2 separate regions of the Ovis aries genome follow, and region 2 is linked to region 1. The links are chromatin contacts, called in public Hi-C maps. All regions are on one chromosome and are shown on one strand. The core of a region is the stretch at or near the end of the contact, and the rest is flanking DNA. Distances in the headings are between cores, read along the strand shown.

What was found. Hi-C and Micro-C count contacts between places; a contact is called where the count stands out from the background.
Region 2: a contact with region 1 is called in a Hi-C map of skin fibroblasts, with 2.3 times the contacts expected there. The contact joins the enhancer-like site here to the promoter of HTRA1 in region 1. A contact is called at or near these places in 4 of 16 Hi-C or Micro-C datasets (hypothalamus, omental adipose tissue, skin fibroblasts and 1 more).

What each region holds. Positions count from the first base shown.
Region 1 is chr22:41,805,366-41,809,963 of ARS-UI_Ramb_v3.0, forward strand. It overlaps HTRA1 (HtrA serine peptidase 1), which reads left to right and starts at 2,478. Exons shown (of 9, transcript XM_027960635.2): 1 at 2,478-3,064. The coding sequence starts at 2,572.
Region 2 is chr22:41,848,442-41,853,039 of ARS-UI_Ramb_v3.0, forward strand. All of the region lies in intron 3 of HTRA1 (HtrA serine peptidase 1), which reads left to right. Among named protein-coding and RNA genes, the nearest start is that of HTRA1, 43 kb to the left of the region's middle. Within about 2 kb of position 2,555, at least 4 of the 54 cell types and tissues checked have an H3K27ac peak or open chromatin away from gene starts, as enhancers often do.

The DNA.
Region 1 (4,598 bases), core at 1,228-3,727:
AAATACTGGAGTGGGTAGCATAGTCCTTTCCAGGGGAACGTCCCAATCCAGGAATTGAACCAGAGTCTCCAATTCTGCTTCTCAGGCTTCGCTCGGTCTTCTGTTCCTCCCTTGGTTGGCCCCTGGTGATGAAACCACCAGCGTGGTTTCCAACAGCAAAGAGGTGCTGTCTTCCTTCCCTGCTGGATCAGCTCTGTAGCCTCTGTGGCTTGCACTTCTGATCATCACCATCACAAAAGCTTCTTTTAGGTTGCGAACCATCACAGGAGTTGTTTCATTGCTGAAAATACGCTTTGATTAGTTCTTCCAGGGAGACCCAAGATCACTGCCATTTTCCTGGTGAACGTCCCTGAGATCCAGCTTGCAGAAAGTTACAGAATGAAGGGCCAGAGAGGGATTCTGAATCCAAGCCCATCAGATGATATGGCTCCTGCCTGCTTCACTAGGTCATGCTAACTTACCTTGGGAGGGGAGGAAGGATACTTCAGATAGGAGAGCTTGAGCTAAGTCAGAGAAACCTTAAACAGGAAGGTATGTTCCAGAAAATGCAAGTTATTCAGCATTGGGGGAGCAAAGCATAAGCAGCAGGGAGGAACGGAGTGAAGAATTGGGGGGAGAGGGTGATGGGGACTCAGTGGGACACTCAGGGACTTATTCTCTGCCAGGAAGGAGCTTGGATAAGCTGTGGTCACGTTTTGCTTTGAATCAGCTAGTTCACTCTGTGGCCTGGCCACTTGGCTGGAGGGTAGAGAATGGGGGCCACCGAGCATGGCCTGTTTAGAAGGGGTGCTGGCTCCTGGGAGTCACCTATCCTTTCTGGCCTCCAGTTTTCTCATCTGTAAAATACAAGTATTGGATGAAAAGAAGTTTTCACCAATCTCTTCACCGTGGTGAGCCCGTTTATCTCATCTGCTGGCTGGACTACAGCAGGGAGAGTCTTTTTATTTCCTGATAGACTTTGCATATTATTCCTCTGTGACACCAGGCCAAGCTCCTCTTTTTTGGGTAGTCTCAGCCAGTTGAGCACTTGGAGCCTCTAATCAGCAGAGGTATTACCCCTTCCCGCACCCTCCAAATCTGGGGCTGAGTCAATTTTGAGCGCAGGCCTCCCTTCCCACAAGGTGAGGTCCTGGCTTCAGGAAATACTGCCGTGGGGTCCAGACACTCAGGACAAGACCAAAACATCTTGTCATGCCCCAGGATGCGGACCTCCTGCTGGCCAGTTTCTTGGGCCCAGGGACCCCTCTGGACCCTGGACGCTAACATGTCTTACATTTGGGAGGTGCTTTCTCCATGGTGGTGGTGGGGGAGTTTACATATTCAGATTTTACGGTTAAACTATTTTTGTTGGAAAATTACCCCGTACCCTAGGGAACAATGAAATACAGAAGAACAGCAAAAAGTTGCTAAGCCTCCACCACTACCTTCCCTCTAAGGCCAGCCCAGTGCCCAACCAGCCACCCCTAGGCGCCTCTGCCCTGGCTCAGGGCTGCGCAAGCCCTCCTCCTCCCGGCTCCTCCAGTGCCAGCTTTGCCCATCTGCGGGCCTAGCACCTCCCAGGCACGGGGACCACCTCCGGAGTTGCCCTTGCTCCTCCTGGGCACGCCTAGATTAACTACTGTCCCAAATGATGCACCGAAGACTCGAGTAGGAGATCAAAGGCGAGCCCTTTTATTTAATAGCCTTTGGAGAGAATCACGCACGTGGTGAAAGACTCAATCAGTACAAAGCCCCTCTCCCGCCCGCGACCAACTCCCGCCCCCCTGCCCCTCGCAGTCTCTCGCGTCTCCTTCCCTAGCCCTTCTGGGCAGGCACAAGCACGCATCCCACCCGTAACTTTTTAAATGGCTCGCATGACTATATGCTAACCATTTCTGCTCTCTGCTTTTTCACTTGCCGGCGGGTCTGGGCGCTGGCTTTGTGCCAGCCCCCCGAGCCCCGCCTTCTTCGCTGGGGGGTGTCCGTGGTCACGGTCGCGCGTGCTGAGCGCAGGGGTCAGTTCCAGAGAGATGTTCGCCTTCCTGCCCTGGAGCGCGTGACCCGGCCCGGGGTCTGAGCCACGGCCCCTCCCGCGGCCGGGCGGGTCCCCAACTCGGCAGTTTGCGGGAACTTTCCCGGGCGCTCGCGCGCCGGCCCCGCGCGGGTTCCTCTGTGCGAAGCCTCTTTTTGGTTTTAAGGTCCCGAGTGGCGGTGGAGAAAGCCGCGAGAAGCGGCTACGTGGGGAGCGGAGACCGGGAAGCAGAGCCCCGCGAGCGGGCGGACCCACCCGCGCGCCGCCCCGCCCGCTCGCCCGCGCCCACGACCCACCGCGCCCGCCCTGCCCCGCCGCGGGCGGTCCCCGGTTCGCCCGCTTGCCCCCCCGCGCCCGCACCGCCCCCCCCGCCATCCGGTCGGCCCCCCTCCCGGGCGCCGTGCCCGTCCCCAAGGCGGCTCGTCACCGCCGCGAGGCCAATGGGCTGGGCCGCGCGGCCGCGCGCACTCGCTCGTCCCGAGTCCCTCCCGCGCTCTGCCCTTAGCCGCTCTCCGGCCCTCGCCCAGCCCGCCGCCGCCGCTGCCGCCGTCGGAGTCGCCATGCAGCCCCCGCGCGCCCCGTTCCTTCCGCCGCCGCCGCCGCCGCTGCTGCTGCTGCTGCTGCTGCTAGCCGCGCCCGCCTCGGCGCAGCCGGCCCGGGCCGGCCGCTCGGCGCCGGGCGCCGCCGTGTGTCCCGAGCGCTGCGACCCCGCGCGCTGCGCCCCGCCGCCGGGATCCTGCGAGGGCGGCCGCGTCCGCGACGCGTGCGGCTGCTGCGAAGTGTGCGGCGCGCCCGAGGGGGCCGAGTGCGGCCTGCAAGAGGGCCCCTGCGGCGAGGGGCTGCAGTGCGTGGTGCCCTTCGGGGTGCCCGGCTCGGCCACGGTGCGGCGGCGAGCGCAATCTGGCCTCTGCGTGTGCGCCAGCAACGAGCCGGTGTGCGGCAGCGACGCCAAAACCTACACCAACCTGTGCCAGCTGCGCGCCGCCAGCCGTCGCTCCGAGCGGCTGCATCAGCCGCCGGTCATCGTCCTGCAGCGCGGCGCCTGCGGCCAAGGTACCGGCGCTCCGGGAGCTCCAGGGTCGCGACATCCCGGCCCCGAGGGACGGACGGGCCGGGAGAGGGGGCGCGAAGCTTTGTTGGGTCTTCCGGGGGCACCCACTGGCTGGGAGAGGCGGACACCGACCCCCGGGGTGGTAGCGATCCGCGGGCTCCCTCGGAACCGAGCTTTGCGCTCAGCCCAAGGTCGTTCCGCGCGTGGCGGTCCCTGGCCCTACTCTATCCCGAAGCCCACCCCCCCTTCTCTGGGAACCCGGTGCCGGGGCCTCCGGCCCATGGCCGCCTGCTGGTTGCCCCGCGGGGAACCACACCGTGCCAGGGCCTGGGGGACAAACAAGACGGGAATGTGGGCATAAAGAGGATTGAGAAGTTCGGGGCTGGGAAAAGTGTCCAGTGCTGAGTGAGACCCGGGGTTGGGACCACAGAGTCTCATTTCTGTGGCTTTCCCTTCCTTCTCTTCATCCGCCCCCCCCCTCCACCCTCCACCCCCTTAAGATGAACAGGGTTCATGTTTCACATTAGCGATCTCCTGGTGGAAAACTTTTTTAACTTTTCATTTGAAAGAGGTGGCCATGCCCTTGGGGCTCCCCAGTTTCTCCCCGCCCCAGGGTTTCCCGGTCAAGTACCGGTTTAAGGAGGTGTAGCAGGCACTGATGCCAGCGTCGCTTCCCGGGTTTTGAGCCAACCGCACAAAAATGAAAGTGGCTCGATTTGAATAAGCTGAGCGTGGATCAGGGGAAAGGCAGAGGCAAGGGTGAGGGGAGCGCGTTAGGGGTGAGGGAAAAGTGGAGCCCTTTCCCTCCTGAAGCATCTTTTCTGTATCAATAAGACCCGTCCTGGCCAGGGAGTTGGGAGTGGGGGGAGCGAAGGGTGGAGCCATCCTCTAACTCTCTCGCGGGACCTTCCCGAAGGATGCTTCTCTCCAGTCCCAGAGACCATATGGAAAAACAATGCTGAGTTCAGCTCCGGCCAATCCAGCGGTGTGGGGACGGGCCAGCCCTGCTTGGCAGGGCACTTGCCCTCAGCCTGAAGGCTGCCTCCTCATCGCGGGCAGTGCATGGAAACGGGAAGAGGGGAGCCCAGCACCGGGCAGCTGGGCTAGGTTTTCTTGGTAGGCAAACGGTCTAGGACCGACCGGGCCGGCAGAGGCTGACCGATCTGGGGAGGAGGGTGCCAGAGCCGTACGGGTGAAACGCAGAACCTGTGCCCTCAGGAAACAGCCTAGTTAGAGGGTGGAGGAGAGTATTCCAGAGAGAAGTGAACCTGCCCACTCTGGGTTTGGGCATCACAATGCATGTGTATTGGGTGCCCACTGGGCGCCCCAGTCCCTGGGCTAGGTGTGTTATACGTGTGACCACACTCTGCCTTCACAGCCTCAAGAGGAGGGAAGTCATTTCCATTTAACAGGTGGGACAGCTAAGGGTGAATTACATGTCCAAAGTCACTCAGCTGGAATTTGAACCCAGACAGCCTTACTCAGAAGCAACCCAATGCTTTACCTTGCTGGGGGAACAGACACTGGGGAGGGTAA
Region 2 (4,598 bases), core at 1,305-3,804, 43 kb after region 1:
TGAGCCCCAAGCCTGCAGCCTCATAGACGACTGAAAACCAGGCTGCATCCAGAGTCAGTTACCCAAACTGAAATGCCAGGCCTTGGCTAACCCCCAGTATTGGCCTAATCCCAATTGTAGAATCCTAGTGGATCTTTTAAGATCTGATTTGTTTATTCATTCATATATTCACTTTCATATCCCTTGATTTTCATAAATATTTATTGGTCAAACACCATTGTAGCAGCATTAGCCAACTTGAAGTCATCGGATAGAAGCAGAGGAGCTGGCGGATGGGGAAGGCAAGTTGCACTCAATGAGACAATGTTTTTCCTCCTCTTGATGCCAGAGAATATATACAGTTGCTGGCCCTTGGGCTTCCATATAAAAATGTTGACTTTTGCGGTTTAAACAGCAAGAGTAAGGGGATCTTTGAAAGGCCCGCGTTTCTTGATATAGCTTAAGGGAGACTAGACATTATGGGGGTGTGCGTAAACAGTGAGGAGGACTAGGTTGGTTGATTTGCTTTTTCTCTCTTTTGTTTTTCTGTAACCATCCTCTGTTTCTTTTCTCTCCTTCCCTCCTTCTCCATCACTTCTCTTATCTGTCCCGCCTGAACACCCCCACTCCAGTCACCCCCACCCACCACCTCGCATATCGAACCTCTTCTCCTCCCCTCCCGGTACAGCAGCAATAAGATGTCAATTTGTGGAAACAGATGGTGGTAATTTGATGACACTGTCCTTCCGAGTTCTGTGTATGCTGTGATCTCAGTGCCATGTAGGAGATCCTTCCTGGCTCAGCCTCTCAACTCACCTGCTTCCTGCAGCCCCCCTCCCTTGGTTGTACCCTTGACCTTGTCATCACTGATGACCTCCACCCTCTCTGATCTGAATCCCAAGCTTCTCATTCTTGGTCCGCCTCCTCCTCCCCTGGCACCGCTGCTTTGTGATCACAGGACCTGTGCATTCACAGAAGAGAACCCTGCTTGAGGGTTTAACGCTCTGAAAAGTGAAGTCGCTCAGTCGTGTCCGACTCTTTGTGACCCCGTGGACTCCCTGGTAGGCTTTGTGACCCCCGTAGCCTAGCAGGGTCCTCTGTCCATGGGATGTTTCCAGGCAAGAATACTGGAGGTGGGTTGCCATTGCCTTCTCCAATTAACGCTCTGAGATCTCTTTTAATTTTTTAAATGATTTTACTATTTATGGCTGTGCCAGGTCTTCGTTGCTGTGAGAGCTTTTCTCTAGTTGCGGTGAGGGGGCTACTCTCCATGGCAGGGCGCAGGCTTGTTACTGCAGCGGCTTCTCTTGTTGCACAGCATGGGAGGACTTCAGTAGTTTTGGCTCCTGGGCTCAAGAGCACCGGCTCCAGAGTTGTGACACGTGGGCTTAGTTGCTCTGCGGCATGTGAGGTCCTCCCAGATCAGGGGTTGGACTCGTGTCCCCCGTACTGGCAAGTGGATTCTTTACCATGAGCCGCCAGGGATGTCCTCTCCATTTGGGTTTTATCTTTGAATTTGTGCTTTGTAAGTGAAGTCTGATGAGCGGAGTATATGCTGGGTGCTTGGAGCCTTTCCACTTTTCTTGTTGCCTTCCCACTTCCCCAAGATGGGTTCTTGGCTACCCTGCTCCTCTGGCCCTTGGGACCCCTGGCCTCACATGGCAGTCACAGCTACCCTCCTTCCCCAGGGCATACAGACATGGGGTACGTATACCCTGCAGCATCCTGGGCAGCGGATAGATGACTCTATAGCTCGTTCTGCTGGCAACAAGGCAGGGCCAAGCCCTACCCACCCCATCCAGGTACCTGGTGCATCCTGGCACCAAAGGAAGTTGCAGCACCCTTGGGGGTAGTCTGTCCTCTGTGGGTTGGGGCAGTGGGCCCTTGGGATGGGGAGAGGGCTGGCTCAACTTCTGAGCCCCTGCTTGGGGCACAGTGCGTGGGTCTGTCCAGTAGCTGGTGAGCAGAGTACTGAGTCTGAGGCTCTGGGTCTGTACTCACCGCATGAACAACTTCATGCCCCAGGGAGCACAACACTAAACAGCAAATAAAAACATCAGGACAGATGAAGAGAGAGAGCATGTAGAAGAAAGAAAAAAGCCTTATATTTTAGTGCCTTTAATGGCACCTCTTATGTACTTTGTGAACAAGGGAGTCTACATTTTTATTTTGTCCTGAGCTCTGCAAATTATGTAGCAGATCCCTGGTTCATCCACTGTCCCTCAGCCCCTCGTGGGCTCACTTCTCTCCTTGCCAGACCCCCATGTCTCAGGCAAGTCTTAGCTGCTGACATCCCCCTGAACTCTATGGTCTACTTTGCCGTTCCTGAGGAAGCACGCAAGTTCAGTGGCATTGCTCCTTGCTGTGATTGGGGTACATGCCCTTTTCCTCCCATTGCATATTTCTTAAACAAAATGAAAGGTTAGCATAACTGCTTCCAGAAGACCACATTGAATCACTTAGTTGAGTCTCAGCCAGTTCCTGCAACATCAGCCTTTGAAGCAAATTTCATCGGACACAGAGGACCAGCCCGTGAGCCTCAGCCCCTTGGAAATGCATGTGCTGGGCGGCTGGCAGACATGGTGGCTTCTGCAGATTCAGCAACAAAAATATTTTTGTAACAGGAGCACTTTATACTCTGTAAGGAAGAGAAAGAAGTTGTTGGCTTGCGTCATGAGGTTAAAAAAAAAAAGTTGCCAATTTTCTTTTAGTTTTATTGGTTTGTTTTATGGCCCTTCCTTCCAAGCTTTGGGGAATGAGGTTGCAATGAGAGGAGCGCTCAAGGGCTTTTAAGCAAAACCCAGGGTGGCCAGAAGCTGAAATGTTGATGGATCGTTGTTTTGAGGTCTGCTCTCGATGATTACTGGCTGAGCCAGCGTCTGGAGAATTCCAGGAATCCCCTTTCCTCTTGGGCTGTGAGAGTCTGCAGGAATCATCTGACCCCTTTGGGGAGTCGTATGAGAAGAGATTTATTAAGGGCTCTGAGGATTGTGTTGATTTCACCAATTTAACCATTGGCTGCTAAGAGGTTTTTTGGAAATCTACCAGGTCTTCTGGAAAGATCCCTAATTGTCAGAGCTGGGGTGACCTTGGACATCACCAGGCTCAACTCCCTTATTTTAGAAGTAGTCAAACTGAAACCCAGAGAAGTCTGTCAAGTGACCCAAGGTCAGAGTGAGTTAATACAGACGTCCTCCTCCCTGGGAAATTGTGCTCCCAGTCTATCTAGAGACCGAGGGTGGCCGTGTGTGTGTGTGTGTGTGTGTGTGTGTTTTGTCTGTGTCTTCACTCTGCACCACCCTTTGTGGATGCTGGGGGATAAGCCTGTGGCCAGCCATTGGTAGGGTGCTTGCTCACCACAGGCCATTTCTTCCTGCAGGAATCAGAGCTGTGATGACCCTGCAGGGGGAGGCCAGGCCACACAGAGGGCTCATGAAGCAAGTGGTGCCCCACAGACTGCCTCCACGCCCAGCCCAGGCTTGGCTGAGTGTAACTTGGGCTCCCACTAGGAGAAGCAGTGTGGCCTGGGTCCTTACCCTGAGGACGTGTGGCCTCGGCTCCCTCCATCTCGCCTCTGTTCTGACTTGCCCCCAGTTCTCCCACGGCCCTGTTGTGTGTCATCTCTGCTCCTGCTTCCTGCTCTGTGACAAGGTCTGGCACTAGCAGCTCTTTTGTGCTGCATCTGGGCAGTGGGCAGAGGGGGCTGGTGAGAACACCTGCGATCTCAGTGAGATCACTGCCATCAGCCGTGGGACCATTGGTCCCCTAGTGTGTGGACTGGGTACAACGCCTGTCCCATCTGCCTGTGACTTAAATAATAGTCACAACCCAGGCATTGAGACTTACATTTTATTGGGTGGGAATTTTTAGGACTTCAGTCCAGGGAGATAGCATCTCAAGTGATCCTGAGGGAATTGCTCAGAGGAGGAGAGCGGAAGAGCCAGATTATATGGAAGTTTTGCAACAAAAGGCAGGTAGTCTTACTTATCAAACCAGTCAATCCTAAAGGAAATCAACCCTGAATATCATTGGAAGGACTGATGCCTTCCTTCCCCAGCACCTAACTCAGACACATCCTGAGGGCTAAGGCAGCCTCGGGGGCCATGATCACCCCAGCCCCCATGAAAGGATGGTTGAGGGTAACCTTGTGACCAGATGGTGGCTGATGACCCCCAGGGAAGAATGGAATGTGCTGGGCCGTTCTGGACTCTCAGCCCTTCTGAAGAGACACACAAGGGAGCAAAGAGCCTATTACTTCCAGTTAGTGTTGTCACAACCCTGAGTATCAACTGAAGAGCTGACTCATTGGAAAAGACCCTGATGCTGGGAAAGATTGAGGCCAGGAGGAGAAGGGAGCAGCAGAGAATGAGATGGTTAGATAACATCACTGACTCAACGGATGTGAATTTCCAGGAAACGGTGGAGGACAGAGGAGCCTGGTAGTCCATGAGGTCACAAAGGGTCTGGCACAACTTAGCAACTAAACAGCAAAGTCTTCACATCAAAAGATTATTGTTAATAAAGGCAAACCAGATATCCCAAGTTAGGGAGTTTAGTGCTTTTTTATGTATGGGATGGTGCAAGAGTCTGGGTCCACTGAAATCATTCTGTTCTTATGC